Regions from separate parts of the Anas platyrhynchos genome. Here region 1 is linked to region 2. A link is a contact called in public Hi-C data. All regions are on one chromosome and are shown on one strand. Each heading gives the region's core, a stretch centred on a gene start, on an enhancer-like site or on the middle of the called end of the contact. The rest is flanking DNA. Distances are from core to core; before and after follow the strand shown.

What was found. Hi-C and Micro-C count contacts between places; a contact is called where the count stands out from the background.
Region 1: a Hi-C map of liver shows a contact between it and region 2, with 3 times the contacts expected there. The contact joins two enhancer-like sites. A contact is called at or near these places in 3 of 8 Hi-C or Micro-C datasets (liver, skeletal muscle and subcutaneous adipose tissue).

What each region holds. Positions count from the first base shown.
Region 1 is chr5:11,007,663-11,012,348 of IASCAAS_PekinDuck_T2T, reverse strand. No RefSeq gene overlaps it. Among named protein-coding and RNA genes, the nearest start is that of LBHD2, 17 kb to the right of the region's middle. Within about 2 kb of position 2,213, at least 2 of the 8 cell types and tissues checked have an H3K27ac peak or open chromatin away from gene starts, as enhancers often do.
Region 2 is chr5:10,847,649-10,852,530 of IASCAAS_PekinDuck_T2T, reverse strand. It overlaps LOC101792387 (exocyst complex component 3), which reads right to left. Exons shown (of 12, transcript XM_013103044.5): 12 at 4,419-4,882. Among named protein-coding and RNA genes, the nearest start is that of EIF5, 54 kb to the right of the region's middle. Within about 2 kb of position 2,805, at least 3 of the 8 cell types and tissues checked have an H3K27ac peak or open chromatin away from gene starts, as enhancers often do.

The DNA of each region.
Region 1 (4,686 bases), core at 964-3,463, 160 kb before region 2:
GCTGGGTCATGGGGTAGGTGGAGGATGCTGCAGAGGCACAGACACGTGGGGCAGCGGGAAGCAGAAGAGGAAGGAAACCACAGGATCACTGCATGGCCGAGGTTGGAAGGGACCTCTGGAGATCACCCAGTCCAACCCTCCTGCCAAGCACGATCACCTAGAGCACACTGCACAGGATGGCATCCAGGTGGGTTGTGAACATCTCCAGAGCAGGAGACCCCACAGCCTCGCTGGGCAGCAATGGAAATGGAAGCGCAGTGACCCTGCCAGGGACACCGGTGCTGCAGACTTTCGGATGAGGGCGTGCGGGGAAGGGCAGAGAAGTGACAATTATGGATGACCTTTTTCCTTGGGAAAAAGCACATCTGTCCCCATACCAGATGGTGGGGTGTGAAAGCAAGGGCATTAATTGAGCGGCTACCCTCAGCTGGGGGCAGGAGCACAGCCGTGCAGCCTGGAAGCTCAAGCTGCCGTGCTTGACCTTGCAGCATCAAGGATTTGCGGCCGGGCACCAACAGCACTCCCACTCATTACCCACACCCTGTGGGCAGCCAGGAGAGGCTGTGGGCATCCCTGGGGCCGTGGGGCTCAGGGCAGCAGCCGAGGAAGCTGTGCTTTTGGGGGAGGCCCACGAGAGGGAGCCAGGAGTAAAGGAAACGAGGCCGCTGCCTCCGCCGCGCCCCGGCGCCTGAGGGGCTCCGCAGGGGGACCTGGGCACCTCGCACCCATCCCGCACCCTGATGGGCTTGGCCCCCAGGGGGTTAATCATGCACATCTGCCTCATTTGGGTGCTTTGGGTGACCCGCTGGGCTCTGAGCTAGCGAGGAGGGCGAGCACACCCCGTCTGCTCAAGCGCTGTGCCACTGAGCTCAGCACCTCGAGGCCTGCACCCGGGGGAGATGCACCCAGGCGTCTGGGCATTGCCCTGAGGGAGCTGTGGTGGTGGCCTAAAGTGCGGGGAGATGTCAGTGGCAGCAGCCCTGGGAGACCACTGTGGCACCAGGAGGCCTGTGTGGCACCTGAAGGCTTTTGTGGCACCCGAAGGCTGAGCTGGGCAGAGGCAGGGAGGCCCTTGAGGCCGCACGGGTAACCTGCCGCGTGGAAGTGTCTGCTTGGAAAAGTGGCTGCGAAGGAAAAATACAGCCCTTATTGAAAGGCAAATGAGTAGCAGGCTCTCTCTGCGAGCGTTCAGGGAGAGCATACAGGGCCCGCGTTGTTATTACTCTCCCGAAGCTTCCTAGCACGCTGCGAGAGGCACAGCCAGGGCTGGATAAATAATACATCATAACGCTGAAGTCCCAGAGAGGGGACTTGGAGGTGGTTCAAGAGTTCAATGAGTTATCAGCTCCCCTTAGGGTGCTTTATTTTTCCTTGCAAAGGATGCTATCAATCTCGATAACTCACTAGCTACCAAAAATAATAATAAGTAAAAGATCATTATGTTGAAATATGTGTTGTAAAGCAGCACAGCAATTTGGAAGATTAATTCAGTCCAGAAGGGGCAATAGCTGCTGGCTAGCGATGGGCTGGACACCAATTACTGCTCTCACTCATTACTTGCATGGACAGGGATTGGGAAAACACCTGCAGTGCATGAATAATTCTCCTTGAGTTAATATGCTTTCATTCAGTGCTGATTAACTCTATTTATACCTCATCTATGGTGATGAGAGCAATGTGATTCATTCCTTTATTTCTGTAACTCTCTGATAAACTGCATTTATTCGCCACCTCTGACCCCCTCACGTGCACACTGCCTATTAATCCTCCTCAGCCCAGGCTGCTGCTACTATCCCAGACCCTTCAGCAGCCATCAAGCAGCTGCTTCTCATTTTCCTCCTTTCATTTAAAAGCACCTGCTACAAAAATGTGGGTCGAGGGAGAAAATGGACTGGAAATTTCACTGTGATGGCGAGGGAGGGGGTGTGTACTTTGTGTGCATAATACCCAGCTCTGTAGGGTGCACGTCCTGTAGTGAAGTCTTGAAGTGCTGCTGAAGGAATAATGATCAAATGTGATCAGTTTGCTGTATTCGGTCCTGGGTGAGTGACAGCTGCACGATAAGGCATCCTGGCCACAACGTGACATGCCAGACGTGAACATCTTGAAAGCATATTTTGCCATCGGAGTCACTGAAAACTGACCTGTGCCTTGGGATAGGTTTTTTCTTTTCCCTGTTGTTTTCAAGCCTCTGTCTCCTGCCCTGAGTCAGAGCTACAGAGTTCATGAACTGTGGTTTACTTTTCCAGCAGGCTGATTGAGACACGTTACAGCTACGCAGTGTCTCCTGAGGCTGGCAGGGTGAGGGCACAGAGACCTTGGCTGTACGAAATGTTCCTGCTCCCATCAACACAGTGCCACCCAAACCCAGCACCAAAACGTGTCTTAGGGTAAGGGATGTGAAATAGAAATATCCGACTGCTTGCAGGAGGTAGAGATGCTCTTTTGCTCCTTTGCAAGTGGGGATGAACAAGTACCCAGTGCAAATGCTGCTAATAAAACCCCTCACGTTCACAACAAAAGCACAGACATGCATTCGAGCCCAGTCTGAAAGAAAACTGGAGAAGTTCCACTTCAGTTGTCAGCATCACTTGTCACTCTAGGAATCATTTAGGCTTTGCTGGGCTGGTGGTTGGCCTGTGTTTTCTTGTAAGCTCCCTTCCAGCTCCCCAGGCACGAGTATTGCAGAGCCTCTGGGTTTCCAGTACAGCAGGCAACCATTTTAAAGCTTTAAAATATTACCTGGAGATTACTTCAGATCAGAACCGTGGAACAATTTGGGTTAGAAGGGACTGCTGGAAGCCATCTGGTCCAACCCCCCATACAGAGCATAAGTAACTCCAAAATTAAGCCAGGGCCTTTCCCAGTTGAGCTGTGAAAATCTGTATGGGTGCAGATTGCTCAGCCTTTGCAGGTGACCCGTTCCCATGTCACCATCCAGAGCCACGCTTAATGGAGAAGTGATTTGTCTCATAACTGCAATTTTCATGGCCTGTAGCACCTCCTGTAACCCCAGAAACGTGGCATTTCTGCTCAGCCTTGTCCATGCTCTTCCCACAGCTCAGCATGTGCTTTCCTGGGCCAGGACAGGCTGGACTCCCCAGGCAGGATGAAATGCCTCCTCTAAGACCTGCTGCCCAACACTGAGCTGTGGATCTTTCCCCTCCAACTTTCTGAGGGCATGTTCCTCCTTTGCATTTTCCTTTGATCATCATTTCAAAATCTTAAAGGGATTCAGCTGTCGGCTCTGTTTATCTTCCTACCCTTTCTTCTCATTCAAGGTTTCCGAACACCTTCCCCAGGAGCGAGATAAAGGCTTACACACAAACCCTGGCCTTTTTGTCTAATTCCCCTGCCTGCCTGCCTCTCCTCACCGGCCTTGTCAGGCTTAAATGTGGTTGCACGGTTCTGGCAGATGCTTCAAGACAGCTCACTGTCTTCTGGGTGCTCAGCTGTAAGGCTTGCTGGGCCCAGGATTGGCAGCTCTGCTCCCTTTCCACAGGTTAGAAGGGCAGCCTGCACCCCAAATCTTAGAGGACCTCTGAGATGCAAGCTGGTCATTGGGGAAAACGGGTTCGGGCTTCAGTCCCACTGATCAGGACTCTTCACCAGGGTCTTTACCTGCTTTGGAGGATGGACATCAGGGTCAGCCTCGCTTTGCCTCCTCTTGGCTTTTCTCAGCGCTACGTCTTTTAATTTTGGCTCTCCTTGCTGTGGCTTTTCTCACTTGCAAGGCGCACTCACTCCCCAGAATCAGCCCTCCCACGACAGCTACAAGGTGTAACTCCAGTAGATTCGCTACCAAAAATACTCCTCACTCCCCACCCTGGACTCCCGGCGCTCCTCTCCTGCTGCATCCCGACACTTTTCCAGCCCAGTTCAGCTCGGGTGGGGTCTGCAGCTGGTGCAGCTGGTGCTGTTGGGTTACACGGCTGTACCCACGTCTGGCAAACCTCTCTGCCCCTCGCACTGCCCCGCACGTTGCTCCCCCTGCCCTCCAGCGCTCGGCGTGCGGGCTGGCAGCAGGCACATTCCGGAGCCACGCTTAATGGAGAAGTGATTTGTCTCATAACTGCAGCTTTACACAGTGTGCTCCTGTGGGCGTTACAAATTGCTAAGCAGATTTAAAGTGTTCTTTGAGTTGCAAACTGCAGTATTTCTCCACATAGTGATTATTATTCATCTTTTCCAAGACACCGTGGGCCTGATCCTGCAATCTGCACTCCTATTAAAGTCAGTGCTGTGGGAGTACTGCCGGCTTACAGACGGCAGGAGTAAGACCCAATTAATTTTGCTGCAGGGAAGAGTAGGGCAGCAAACAAGATTTTTTTTTCTTTTTCCTGTGCATGTGTATTTTCTTGTTCCTTGGGCATTTGCAAAGCTGTATGTCTGGGTGTGGGCTGCTGGCCTGCACAGCAGAGGTGTGCTTGCAAGCTTCCAGGCTCTCTGGGGACAAGTCCTCCCTTGCCCTGCCTCTCCTTCGTACTTCAGATTTGGTGCAATGACCAGAAAGCCTTCAGAAATGTCAGCAAAACTGCTCCACAGATATAACAACTTCTCCTTTGCTCCAGCTGATGTTGTCCAACCCCATCATGTTTGCTTTTAAAACAGGTAAGCCTGTTTTTTGCCGGAGAGCTGGTAGTTCTGGCTTCTCCTCTTGAGCCATGGATGTGGTGGGAAGGGACA
Region 2 (4,882 bases), core at 1,556-4,055:
CCCCACGGCTGCTCCAGCACAGGCAGGGGAGAAGAGAGGACTGCTTATGCCAGCTGCACTGCCAAAAAGTAAATGAAATAAGATAATGCTAACAAACTGTGCATCCAACTGCAGCCTAAATAAACCGGAGGCTTCCAGAGAAAGAAAACTGGGACTTCCATGCCAACACAAACCTGGATGGAGACTCACAGTCAGAGAGCAAAACAGCACAGAGGTGTTGAGTGTGTGGCCACAGGAGTCTGCTCTGAGCCAAGTGCATTCAGCATTTGGGTGCCAAAATGCAGAGGATGCTCATGAGAGCTTCAGGGACTGCAAGCAGGGTGACTGGGGTAGGGGACAGGATTTGATCTTGCAGTTATCTAGGAAAAAATATATATCAATAGGATACAATTCAACCAGAACAAGCACTGCTCAGCACAATGACACAGACATAAACAACTGCACAAGTAAGGAGAGGAAATTGCCTGTTCTGCAAAAATACAAACACTCTGGAGTAATAAAGGGTCATGAATGGGTTGTGTCAACACATTGCTGTGAAAAAAAGGAAATCTCTAGCTGGGACTTGCAAAAACAAGTTGACACCTTCACAGCATGGAAAGTAACTCTCCTGCTCTGGCTGTCATCATCGAGGATGAGCTACTGTGCAGTGTCCGGTCTGGGCAATCCACATCCAGAGTCTGAAGGAAAACAGAGAGGAAAACTGACTGTCCAGAAAGAGTGATGCCTGAGAAAACATTGAAAGAAGCAACATAGCTTAACTGAGGAAATGTGGGGTACAGGGGACAAGATGTTGGCCCTCAAGCAAGTAAAAAGTTGGTGTGGCAGGGCTGTGGCTGCTACACTAACAGCTCTCACCTCCACTCCTGGTGTTCAGCTCACACGGGGCAGGAGCCCCCCAGGACCTACCTCCTGGGGGGACTCAGCGCAAGGGGTCTGTTGGGTGGGTCCTGCTGTGGGAGGATCCTCACATCCTGAGGATGAGGACACTTCACCCCTGGGACAGAGATGAGGATCCTCATGTCCTGAAGATGTGGACACTTCACTCCTGCAGTCGCTGTTTCCCAAACTCACCTTCCTCCCTGCAAAAAGTGTCGGATAGGCATAAACCTCATCCACAGAACTATCGTGGCCCACACGGTCATCATGCAGTCTTGGGGAAAATATCTCCCAGAAATTTTTATTTTTGTAGCCTGAATGCCTCTCTGTGCTTGTTTTGTTTAATAATTTGTTGAGGAGCCACCAACTGGGTTTAGCATCATATTAATGACCATGTGGGGCACAAAGCAGAAGAGAAAGCTCCCCGTTACATCCCTAATGGCCAGGGCCAGCTGTCTAATAAAGAAACTGCTGTGGGTTAGGGCTCTGGCTCACTGAAGAGTGTTTCACATGGCACTTCTCCCCTTGGCCCCCCCGGGGCTGAAGCACCAGCAGCGAGCACCACCCTAATTCCCTCTCTGGACACGTGGGCATCAGTCCTGCGGGTGCACAAAAAGAGAATTTTCCCCCTTTCTGGGCTGTGATTTTAAGCTGGGAGAGCGTGGGACCGGGTCAAGAACCACAGATGCTGGTTGGCAGCGGGATGAGGGTTTCTCTGCTGGAAGGGAGCAGCCCTAAGTGCCTTACACGGGGCATTTAGGGGCAGGCAGGGAGCAGCCCCAGCCCGCCGGGCTCCGCGGGTTCCCGCAGGTCCTACCCCCACCTAGCGGCTGCTCCCAGCCTCGCCGCGACACCGGGGGACAGCAGAGCACCCGTTTTCGGGAGCGACACCCCGGCAGGTGGCCCCAACCCGGGGGACATCCCGCAAAAAGCGCCACGAAACACGCGTGGCCTCGGAGCCGCGGGGGCTGCCTCCAGGACCGTGGGCTGCACGGACAGACCAGCCCTAAAACAGCTTGGTAGCCCTGAAACCGCCTTGCCTGGAGGTGTAGCTGGCTGGCCCAGCTTTTTGTCCCACATTTGGGATGTGCTGGATTAGATCTGGTGAGCAAAATGGGCCACGGGCTGCATGGCTGCATCTGCACACCCCAGCATCAAACATCCCTGCTCCTGCCAGCACCCAGACAAATCCACCTCCTCCTCCAGCCCTCCGGGTGGTGAGGGGGGTTTTGAGCTGCGGAGACTTGGGGGTTTTCTGAACACCATTTTTGCACACAGGAAAGAGAAGCACCACCACCATCACCGCCCCGTGCTGAGCTTCCCTTCCAGCAGCTGGAAATGGAGGTTCGGATCTTTCTCAACACTGGGCAGGCCGCTGGGGAAGAAAATGACATCATTTGGCACAGCACAAGCCCATCTTGTTAGGAGAAACAAAAGATCAGTGGATGTAACCCAGCAAAAGAAAAAAAAAAAATACTCATTTGTTGGCCAAGATTTGCTTTACATTTTTTACAAACCCCTGCGAGTCTCTGTGCTATAACAAACTGCTCCAGGACCTCCTTGCTGCTCTGCCCCCTTGCAAATCCTTCAGCCAGCCCTGAGCCACAAGGGTTGTCCCAGCAGCTGATTCAACCACCCTCCCTTTATTTTAAATGCTCACAAACCAATAGCCCTTCACAACACCCAGCACGAGGTGATGGGAGGAGGTAGGAAGACACAGGGATGGAGGCAGGAATGTGTCTTTTGGTGCCGATACGGCCCTAGACCGGGTGAAGCCGAGTGTGAAACCCCATCCTAAAGCCCCGACGGCTACCAGAGGGGAGCAATGCCCCCCAAAACAGCTCGGCCTCGCTGCACCCCGTGGCCTCCTCTCGGCTTCCCTCAGCTCCCAGGGCCTCCAGCGGCTTTTATGAACCAGGTGGCTCCGAAAGCCACTAGATGGCACCAGCTGTGTGCCCTTCCAGCCCCGTCTGTCCCCAGGGCGCTGGGGGAGGCTGCCAGCACAGCCCCTTGGTGCAGAGCGAGAGGCCTCAGCAAGTGCCTCTGCAGCCTCCTGCTGCCCCCACAGCCGTGGATGTGCTGGGGTGAAGGCAAACATTTAAGAGGTTCCTTAAAATCAGGCTGAGCAAGCTTCAGCGATGTGCCAGCTATTTCCACGGGGAAATTAGCCAGGTTAGCATTTGCTGCACTCCCTCGTGTGTCCCTGTCCCCACCCGTGGGTCAGACACCGCTCCCCAGCTGGGTGCTGGACAGCCCCGAAGACGGGTGAGGGTTTTTCTGGACAGCGTTGGTCAGTGCATGAGTGTCCAGCATCATCAGACTTCTCCTGGGAGGGCATAGGCAATGGAATAAAACCCAATTTACTATAAAATTTGGCAGCCGGCAAGCAACTGTGTGTCATGGTTTGGGGGATTTATTCTCACTGTGCACATTTGCTATGCAACAGAAGCCGGCATGTCCCAAATCCTCAGCCCTACCTGCTTTTTCACTGTCATGCCCTCCCTGCACCGTCACACACCCTTGGCAAAGCTGCTTGGTAAACTGGGGAAGCACAGGTGGCACCTCAGCAAATGTCAGGCCTTTCCCTAGACCTTGCAGCGTAATTAATGAGTGTTTGTTTTCCACTGCCTTCAGCATCAAGCACGGAAGGTGACCCTTTGAGACGGGATCTCAAATAACGGGGTGGCTGGCGAGGCTCTGCTGCGTGCAGCACTTCAAAGCGGCCAAACCCAAGCCCGGGGCAGTGTGGGGGCTTGGGTGAGAAATCATTGCTCACCTTGTGGGCAGGAGCAGAGAGGCAGTGATGGCAAGCAACTCTGTGAGAAGCCAGAGCATCAAACCACCAGGAGCAGCATGGCATTCATTTGGGAATGTCAGGGCTCACAGCGAAGTGGGTTAAAATCCCCACAGCATGAGGGAAATCACTCAGTCCCCATCCTCACAGCCTTCCCTTCCCTGCCTGACCTCCCCAGGCAGTTTCCCCTCTGCTCTCCCCTTCTGTGTGACCCAGGACCCCCCACTGCCTCCCCTCCCGAGACCCCTGGGGGCCTCCCCACACACCATCTGCTCGCTCCTGGAGGCTTGCGGGTGGCCGAGGATGTTCCTCCCTCACCATCTGCTGGGCCCCCCTCTCCCCATCCTCTCCCCAGAGAGCGCCCCAGGTCAAAAAAACCTCCCACATGCCACCAGAGCTCGACCTCGTGCACAAATCTCCTCGCCCCAGGTTGTCTTTCTGAACTGAAGCCTTTATTTGCTCTGTCCACGACTTAATGCCATGCACAGGGTGGAGAAATTTGCCATTAAGAAACCGCACGGAAAGGGGTGTTCATTCTACACACACGTGCAGAGCAGGAGATGCCACCTGGACACCACACGCCGGTGGAAAGCCAGGCATCCCCGAGGGCTCCCAGCCCCGGCCAGCCAGCGGAAAATACCCTTTGGTGCCTGTGAATGTCAAACCCAGGAGATGCATGCAGCAATCAAAACGTCTGTGGCAGGAATCTTTCAAGTGCGGTGGAATTATTTTTAGACCAGACGCGATCAAAATGTCAGAGGGGTTTTTATTTATTTCCTCTGGAAGGTTCGTTGATTGAAATTCCAATAAACACAGGCTGACTCTAATCCTGTTGTCACAAAGTTGGGGCTGTAATCACTTCCTGCCCTTGAAAAAATGTGCAATTAGGCAGCACAGGAGGATGAATGACCCGGCCTGCCTGACAGGGCCGTCACTGCTTCAAGCGCAGCACTGCACATGGTGACAGGCACCCACCACCCCACAAAGCCCTCCCGCACCCACCCTGCCAGGCTGCAGCTCCTCGCCAGCCTCACCGAGCCTTTCCATGTCCTGGACATGTGTAACTGAACCATGCAGGGCAGTTATAAAGCATGAGAGGTGCCTCAGTTGGGCCCTAGAAGCAGATGTGCAGTCAGGAAGGGCAGGCAGGCCATGGGCGTCCACCCAACGCTTTGGTCCTGCTTTTAATGACGGATTACTATGATGCCCAAC